3 separate regions of the Hordeum vulgare genome follow, and regions 2 and 3 are each linked to region 1. Evidence: chromatin contacts called from public Hi-C data. All regions are on one chromosome and are shown on one strand. Each heading gives the region's core, a stretch centred on a gene start, on an enhancer-like site or on the middle of the called end of the contact. The rest is flanking DNA. Distances are from core to core; before and after follow the strand shown.

The links. A called contact is a pair of places that touch in the nucleus more often than the background predicts.
Region 2: a Hi-C map of leaf shows a contact between it and region 1, with 4 times the contacts expected there. The contact joins the enhancer-like site here to the promoter of LOC123406139 in region 1. A contact is called at or near these places in 1 of 6 Hi-C or Micro-C datasets (leaf) and 1 of 1 datasets of contacts at active chromatin or transcription factors (embryo).
Region 3: a Hi-C map of leaf shows a contact between it and region 1, with 2.8 times the contacts expected there. The contact joins the promoter of LOC123405937 here to the promoter of LOC123406139 in region 1. A contact is called at or near these places in 1 of 6 Hi-C or Micro-C datasets (leaf) and 1 of 1 datasets of contacts at active chromatin or transcription factors (embryo).

Annotation. Positions count from the first base shown.
Region 1 is chr6H:534,672,501-534,675,200 of MorexV3_pseudomolecules_assembly, forward strand. It overlaps LOC123406139 (probable alpha,alpha-trehalose-phosphate synthase [UDP-forming] 8), which reads right to left and starts at 1,288. Exons shown (of 3, transcript XM_045099617.1): 1 at 1-1,288. The coding sequence starts at 1,095.
Region 2 is chr6H:534,822,084-534,824,854 of MorexV3_pseudomolecules_assembly, forward strand. No RefSeq gene overlaps it. Among protein-coding and RNA genes, the nearest start is that of LOC123405937, 61 kb to the right of the region's middle. Within about 2 kb of position 1,463, at least 1 of the 3 cell types and tissues checked has open chromatin away from gene starts, as enhancers often do. A contact at or near this core is called in leaf, where this site is marked.
Region 3 is chr6H:534,883,068-534,886,007 of MorexV3_pseudomolecules_assembly, forward strand. LOC123405937 (stigma-specific STIG1-like protein 3) reads left to right here and starts at 1,477. Exons shown (of 1, transcript XM_045099449.1): 1 at 1,477-2,201. The coding sequence starts at 1,566. The coding sequence ends at 1,970.

The sequences.
Region 1 (2,700 bases), core at 38-2,537:
CTGCACGAGCACGGCCTTATCGCGGAGCTCGGGATGCTCCACCAGCAGCTGCTCCATCCCCAGGAACTTGAGCCCGATCCCCTTGAAGAGATCGACGTCGTCCACGCCCAGCATGAGGCGCCGCCCCTTGTACGCGTCGGCGACCTGGCGCACGACGTCCGCCGTCTCCGGCGCCGACACGACCGACCGGAGCTGGCCCATGTCGATGCCGACGGGCAGTATCTTGACGGTGACGGTGCGGCCGTAGTACTCGATGCCGATGTATCCGCGCTTGGACTGGTAGTCGAGGCCGAGCAGGCGCGAGCACGCCGAGAGGAAGTGGCGCGCGTAGTCGAAGGTGTGGAAGCCGACGAGGTCGGCGTTGAGGAGCGCGCGGAGCAGGTCGTCGCGGACTGGAATCGTGCGGAAGATCTCCGAGGAGGGGAAGGGGGAGTGGAGGAAGAATCCGACCCTGGCGCGCGGGAAGCGCTTGCGGAGGAAGGTGGGGAGGGCGAGGAGGTGGTAGTCCTGGATCCAGACGAAGTCGTCGTCGGGGGCGAGCACCTCGGTGAGGCGGTCGGCGAAGGCGCGGTTGGCGGAGAGGAAGGAGTGGTAGAGCGCGCGGTCGAAGGGCAGGCCCCCGAGCGTGGAGGGCGTGAGCGGGAGCAGGTAGTGGAGGAGCGGCCACATGTAGTGCTTGCAGAAGCCGTGGTAGTACCTGCGGTGGAGGTCGGCGGGGAGGAAGACGGGCAGGCAGGAGAAGCTGGCCATGAGATAGCTGGCCAGCTCGTCGGAGGCGGCGTCGGCGGCCGCGGGGGGCAGCGTGCCGACGTGCAGCACGGGGGCGGAGGCGGGCAGGCCCGAGCGGAGCTGGTAGGCGACGGTGCCCGCGTCGACGGTGAACCTGAACCCGAACGGGGCCGCGGGGTCTGGGGACGCGCGGAGGGGGAGGCGGTGCGAGACGATGACCCGCCGCGGCGGGCCGGGCTGGGACGGGGACGCCGGCGAGGAGGGGGAGGCGCCGGCCATGACCCGCGGCAGGCGGAGCGGGGACGGGGGCAGCGGCGGCACCTCCTCGGCCAGGTCGAGCAGGTTGTGGCAGGAGAGCGACGGCATCGTCTATTGCCTGTGCGGCGGCGCGTTGCGGTTGCCCAGTGCTCCTGGACGGGGATAATGGCGCATGAAGTGGCTCGCGGAAATGTGGGGGGACGGAGGGAGGAGGGAGGGGGGAGAAGATGGTGAGCTGGATCGGCGGGCGTGCCTGCCGCCTCTGTGGAAGCTTCTGGGGATAAGAACGGGCGGGGGTGGGAGCGAGGGAGGAGGTATATATAAACGGGACACGGGAGCGAAGCCCGGCCCGGCCCGGCCCGGCCCACCTTGCTAGCTACTCGTAGCTTGGACCAGGATCGGGAGCGGAGGTGGAAGAAGGGGGCACGCACGGGGTGGGGCCGGGGGCGGGGGGCTTATCCAGATTGGGAAGGCGCGCGGCGCGAATGACGGTCATGCCCCCGCGCCGTGGGACGGTTGGGTTTCGGATTGGATGGATGGATGGATAGACGAGCGCTGCCCACGACGCACGGCCACCGTCGCCGTCGTCAAACCGAACGGCTGCTGGTGCTGGCGCTGGCGCTGGGTTTCGTATCCCTATCCCTCTATCCCGACCCCGGCCGTGACGTCGCTGCTGCTGGCCGATGGCGCGGACGCATCGCGTCACGTAGGGGCATGCGCGTGCGTGAGGCAAGGAGGGAAGGAAAACGCGCGCCGGGAAAGCGGGAGTATAGAATTGGGCCACGTTTTGTGGCTGGGCCGCTTCCGGTCTGCCGGACGGAACGAACGGGCGTCCAAAACGTCGGATAATAAACTGTTTGAAGGGAATACCGACGACGTCGACGCTGCGCCTATCTTTTATGTTTGACGGGATTCTTTAAAACAAGATATGCAGGTTCAGCTTTGAACGGTTTTGAAGTCAAGTCGTTTTTGCTACATAAGGGGCTTGTTCGCGACGTGAGAATTCGTCCTTTTCTTTGTCACGTTGCGCGCTAGCGGATGTCTGGATTTGATTCTTGCCGTAAATAAAATAGGCCCGGTTTTACTTTTTACTACAATTTAAAGTAATTTCTGGCTCTTGCCCGCATTGCTTTCAATCAATATTTTCTGTTAGGAAAGTATGAATCTTTCGGAACATGTACGCACGCTCAACCTTATAAGAGCATGCTCGCACGCCTTATCTGTATGAGCTGGCAGATTTTGAGATGATAAAATCATTAAAAGGCGCTTGTAGTCGACATTCACATCATGCCATTAAGTGGATAATGTCAAAGAGTATGAAACAAATCCAGAAAACATACAACCACCGTATGAAAGTGTCTACCCAAACACGGGTAGGCAGGTTTCACCGCAAGAAACCTAACTATCTAAGCTATACTTTGCATGTGCTTACAAGACAACGGATAAGAGTATATACATTTGTTACTATGCCAAGTTTTCTGGTTGAAACGTGTTCCGTCTACCAAACGAATGTCCAAAATTTTAGATAACCCATCTTAGGAGAATGCCCAAGACGTCAACACTATGTTTATCTACTAATTTGCAGAGTTTTTAAAGAGAGACACACAAGTTCAACTTTGGATAGTACTAAAGTCAATTAATTGTTATGAAAAAGTGTTGTTCGCATCGTAGTATTTTGTCCTTTTCTTTGTCTCGACGCACAAGGTAGCTTCC
Region 2 (2,771 bases), core at 213-2,712, 150 kb after region 1:
AGAGCTGAATGAGCTGGCTATAAAAAATAAACTAATATTTTTTTGCTTAGTTGATGGAAAGACAAGAGGAGAGAGAAGGTAAGCGGACTCTTAGTTAAGAGTCAGCTCTAACACGTGCTCCTAGGCACTTTGTGAAAGTGAAAGGTGTGTCATATAATAAAAAAGCAGTACACTTTTTTAATCAACTATTGTACATGTTGGCTATAAGATAGGCTATAGATAACATGACAATGTCTTATAGCGAGCAGCTAGCTATACTATTAACCATGCTCTTAGCATTCTAGTTATTTTTTTAAATGAATGCAAAATGTTTGCCGCATTAATTAATTAAGAAGAAGATAGTTGCCCAGTTAATTTTTGGAAACCGAGACAAAAACCGATACGAACAATCCAAATGTGTACTACTCACGCAACACGAAACAATGTCACCGCACGTGTGGCCCTCGTGACGCACCAAAATCGTAATCCTCGACACTTGTACAACACAATGGAGCACTAGAAAAGAACACCGACCATGCTCAAAATGGAGCACCATCGATCATGAAATCGTGGGCGCCTTTCGGATGGTGCCACCTTGCTTTTGTTTATCTTTTCTTTTTCCCTATTGGGTTTCTCTTTCAGGAGCCAACCACTTGTGTTGCAGGATCCAAACTGATGAGCTACCCATTTGTCAAGGAAGTCGTAGAACTCATTGTACTGTTGTAATTGTTGTAAACCAAGGGGATCCTAGGAGCAAGCACCAATCAACCGGCTGCATCAATATTATCGTCCTCAGGAACTACCTACACAACACCCTGCACCACACGCAACTAATGACACAATGAAATTTGGCGCCTCCACTTGCTCACCTGACTCAAACCGCTCCAAGAACAGAGGCGAAGCAGGGCTCGAACATATATCTCGAATCTCGAGCGTGAGTTGCAGCACGGGGGCCGCAAGCACAACGATGGATTCGCCCACAACGATGGGCAACACAACACACGAAGCTGACATCGAAGTTGAATTGTCCCGACATGAGGGGAGAACAAACCATAGGGCTCTGACCTGCGTCCTCCATAGAGCCGACAATGGCCACACCAAGAGGATGTGGCACCGACGTGGCCTGCAAGGTACATGGCACAAGGGAATGCCTACTCAAAGAAGCCTCCGCCCACTTCGGGAAGATATTAATTCATGATTGCCAACCTTGAAGCAACTTAGTCTGATCAGCTAGAGTGGTCTGAAGCACCACATCGGATGGGGTTGTCGGGCTAGCGAAAGCACATACCTCAAACGCCCAAGGCCCACGTCGAGATGCAACGGAGGGGAGCGCGGACTTCATTGGGCCCTCTTTTGGAGCAGGAGGTTGACGATGTTGGGTTCTGAATACGAGAAAGCGGCGCGATGACAAGACATACCGGTGACTGAGAGGACGTCGTGGATTGTGACACTCACGCGCACGATGATCCTTCTCCAAGCAATGAGATCATTAAAAGGGATCTGTGCAAACCACCGCACAATGCCCAGAGACAAGACACCTGCGTCATCAACCGTGGAGGTAGGCGGGCATAGGCCGATGAGTCAAAGCCGAGTCCAACGACGACAGCCCCCCACCTTCACCCATCCCTCCCGCCTGCTCCGAAGAGGCCTCGAGAGCAGCAGCAGTCGGATCACTCACCCCGTTGGAGTATCTCGGAGCCAACGGCCTCAGCGGGGTGAGCTCATCGTCATTGTCAATCTAGTTAATGATTGTACTAGTTTGTACCAATACCGAACTAATTGTTTTTTTAGGGGTAACTAAAATTATGGAACGGTGGGGGTACCGAAAGAGTGGGCGTTGAATAATTGTAAAATAAGGGAAATGCCAGCCTAGAAATACTTGTACCGAAAGAACGGTGGGGGTACCATGACAATTCCGAGCTTGTACCAGACAGAAAAGAATTTCTTTACGCGTTAAAAGCTTAAAAGTATGACAGATAAAGAAGAGGTTAGGCAGCAGATAAGACTTCTTTACGCATTAAATAATTGAAGCAATACCTTGCATTACGAGCTGGCTGGCTGGCTGGTGGTGTACTCGTTGGTTCGGATGCATTTAGTGGAAGCAAGATGCCGCACCCTTCCTGCCCCGCTCGGTCGATGCATACCGTACCACATCAACCAAGGCATTGATTGGATTGTCGTTTTCAACCCTGTTACAAGTGTAAAATATACAGACCATAATCCATCGTTTTTATTTTCTACTGAAAATCGTACATGATCAGCAAAAAAAACAGTTGTAAAACTAATACGAGTGTATTAGAATACACCGATTTCAAACGGCCCCTAATTGATTTTGATCCGTATGAAGTACTCTTTCCTCTCAAAATTCTTGTCTTAGGTTTGTCTATAATTGAATGTATCTAAATACTAAAACGTGACTAGATACATTCATATTGATACAAATCTAAGACAAATTCTTTAAAACGGATGGAGTACAATTAGGTGCGACGACCATAGTCGCACCCTTATCCATTGCCAGTGTGCCGTGTCGTTAATGGCGCTAACTGGCTGAGGGAGGGCGTTTGTTAACTGTTAACGATCATCTCGTTCACGAACATCAGATGAGATAACGATAATTAAGGATGGGGAGGGATATTGACCCGTGTGTGCCTGTGTGGTGTTATAATTAATCCCAAATGGGATAACAATTGGCTGCAATTCGGGATTGATAGTGATTGAACAGCACAACTATAAGTGTATGCGTACGTGATGTCAAAACGAGTGTATGTGTACCGTGTACGTGGTGGTACCGC
Region 3 (2,940 bases), core at 227-2,726, 210 kb after region 1:
CGCCTACGCGCGATGCGGGGCGACGACCTCCTCGAAGCTGCGGCCGTCCCACAGCTGGTGACATCGGGTGTGGTTGTGCTTCACCGGCGTTCGCGGGCCGGCGAACGCATGGAGGCGCGCGTCGTGGTCGGCGACGAGCATGTCCGGCCAGGCGGGGTTGTTGGGGGCGTATAGAGGGTTCCGCAGCTCCTCCGGTGACAGCCGCGCCCGGTAGAGGCCGACGGCGTGGGCGAACAGGTAGGTATCGGGCTCGGACACCGGCGCCACCAGCACTCCGTCGACGCCGAGGCGCCACCCCAACGGCATCCGCACGTCCGGCGCCGTGGGGATGCCGAAGTGGGCGAGCTCCTCCGCTTCCTCGAGTGTCAGGTTGGGGCGCGCCGTCGTCGGAGACGGAGGGAGACGAACGAGGGAGGAGCGGGAAGAGGCGACGAGGGCGAGAGGGAGAGAGGGGCAAGCTGGTGCGGGAGTTAGGCGCCAGGGGCGGGCCTTTTATATAGGGCGAGCGGGAGAGAGGGGCAAGCTGGTGCGGGAGTTAGGCGCCAGGGGCGGGCCTTTTATATAGGGCGAGCGGGAGGAGGCGAACGGCGGCGGTGGTTGGGGGCAGTGATGGCGAAGGCGGGAGGACCGAAGCGGCGACAGGGTGACCGACGCGACGTGCGGATCGACGCCGCACGCAAAAACGCGCGCCACCGACACGGTTGCGGGAACGCTTCGGCGGTCCGCATTGGAGTAATGAGCACGGCAATCCGTGCCGGAGTAATGGCGGGCGGTTGACGCGACCCTCTGCGCCGCAGTAACGTGGGCGAAGGGCGAGGTAGAGTTTGCACTGGTCAGCCGTACGCGGACCATGTATAGGTGAATCCGTCTTCATAGGGCCGGCGCAGTGCGGCGCGTATATTTTTATCCCCATCCTGCTTTTTTTTATGAAGGGTATGGGTTAATCTAAACCGTCGATGTGTCTAAGGGGTTGTATCGAAGCGAAGTGCTTAGCTTAGGAGTATTTTAAGTCTTCCGCTTATGCTCACCTAACACGTCCAGCATGCATGGACGGGCGACATTTGGTTCATTGCATCCCGTGTACTGTATTAGTTATGCAGAATTCGTGCTTGATGGAGCTTAGCTTACTTTACTTACACTTAGTACTGCAACCATTTTGCAGCCATTCTCTGTTCTTAGCTATTGTTGTGAACCGGTTGCTTAGCAAGTACCTGGAGTATTGATTGATCAACCTGTAATTTAATCTTTCTGAAACCTCCACACTCGATGGAAACGTTGTACCTGAAGCCTTTCGTTTATTTTCAATCATTTTTGCTCCGGACAAAAGCAGCTTCTTGGCGTGTCTTAAAGTCGAATTTCCATCAAAAGTCAACCTCAAGAGTGCAGAGCTAACCCCGCTGACTTCCTTCCCATGCCCTCTCTCTATATAAAGCGTGATGCTTCAGCCATGAGAGGCATTACTCCACAGTCACACAAACTACACATCCTTGAGCATTGAGCTCCCTTAATCAAGAGCCACGATCCAATAAGCACAAACACCTGCATTACCCCTCCTTGTCTCGACAATGGCGAGCGCCGCCGTGCTTCTCCTCATCACGGTGCTGGCCACTGCCAGTGCCCTTGTTCCAGCCATGGCCGGCACCAGCCCAAGCCCCCGTCACCCAGCGGCAAGGAGGAGCCGCTTCCTGCTTGTTGGCGGCACCGTCCACCCGCCGCTGCCAGCGTACGACTGCTCGAAGAAGTCGGCCGGAGCATGCCTTGCGACGGGGACGGCGTGCTGCAGCGGCCAGTGCGTGGACACTGTCGCCAGCGTCCATCACTGCGGCGGCTGCGACAAAGCGTGCAAGCACGGCCGGATGTGCTGCGGTGGTCGCTGCGTGGATCTCCTCTCCGACAAGAAGAACTGTGGCGCCTGCTCTAACCAGTGCAACAAGAAGTGCAGCTATGGATTCTGCGACTACGCGCAGTAATTAATCAAGTTCAACATTACCATGCGCCGTTGACAGTCGTATCTGACGATCTGCACTTAGATACATAGCTATGTGCGCATGCAGAGGCGAGGAGTGGGCTTGAGCTTATATACTATCAAAACCTATGGATTATAATTACACTTCTGCTTCAGTACACCCCCTAAACACAAAAACGGTCCAGATTGATCGATACTTCTTCATAATAAATGACAAGATGGTTATATTCACGTATACGCTGTATTTTTTTTCATAAGCACATCCTGAACACTGTTCATGTTTTCTTTATTTTTTAAACCACCCAAAAATTATGTAAGAAGCAAGATTGAAATCATGCACGTTTAGGCGTTACCAATGTTGCGCTAACCAACTGGTCAACAAGACCTTACGTGCTACAACTATTTTTTACTCTAATAAACAACATTGAAAACGCAGTATTCTTTGTATTGTTTCTTTTTTATATTTATTTTTTCCTTTTTTTTTTGATTTCCTTTTCCTTTCTAAATACGTCAGCTTTTTAAACCTCACACCATTTGTTTTTTAAAATGATCATTTTTTAAAAAAAATAGGTGATTTTTTCACAGATTGCTGAAGTCTTTTTTCTTTTCTAAATTCGTGAACTATTCCTGAAATACGCGAACTTTTATTGGAAGTTAATGAAACTTTTATAAAGTTGATGATCATTTATTTTAAAAATTGATGAACTATTACTTAAACCGTAATTTTGGTATTCAAAACCCTAAATCCTAAATTATTGGGAAGTTGTTAACAACTTTGGAAAATGTATTGAAGTTTTTAAAATTTTCATACATAGTTTGAAATTCCAAAATTGTGCACAAATTAAAATTAGGTCCGTTTCATGACTCGGAGTAACATCATCGCATTATAACACCTCTTTCATCCTTACCGACACCCATGAGTTTGACATGATGTATATGCATATGTTTATCGCATTATAACATCATCGCATTAT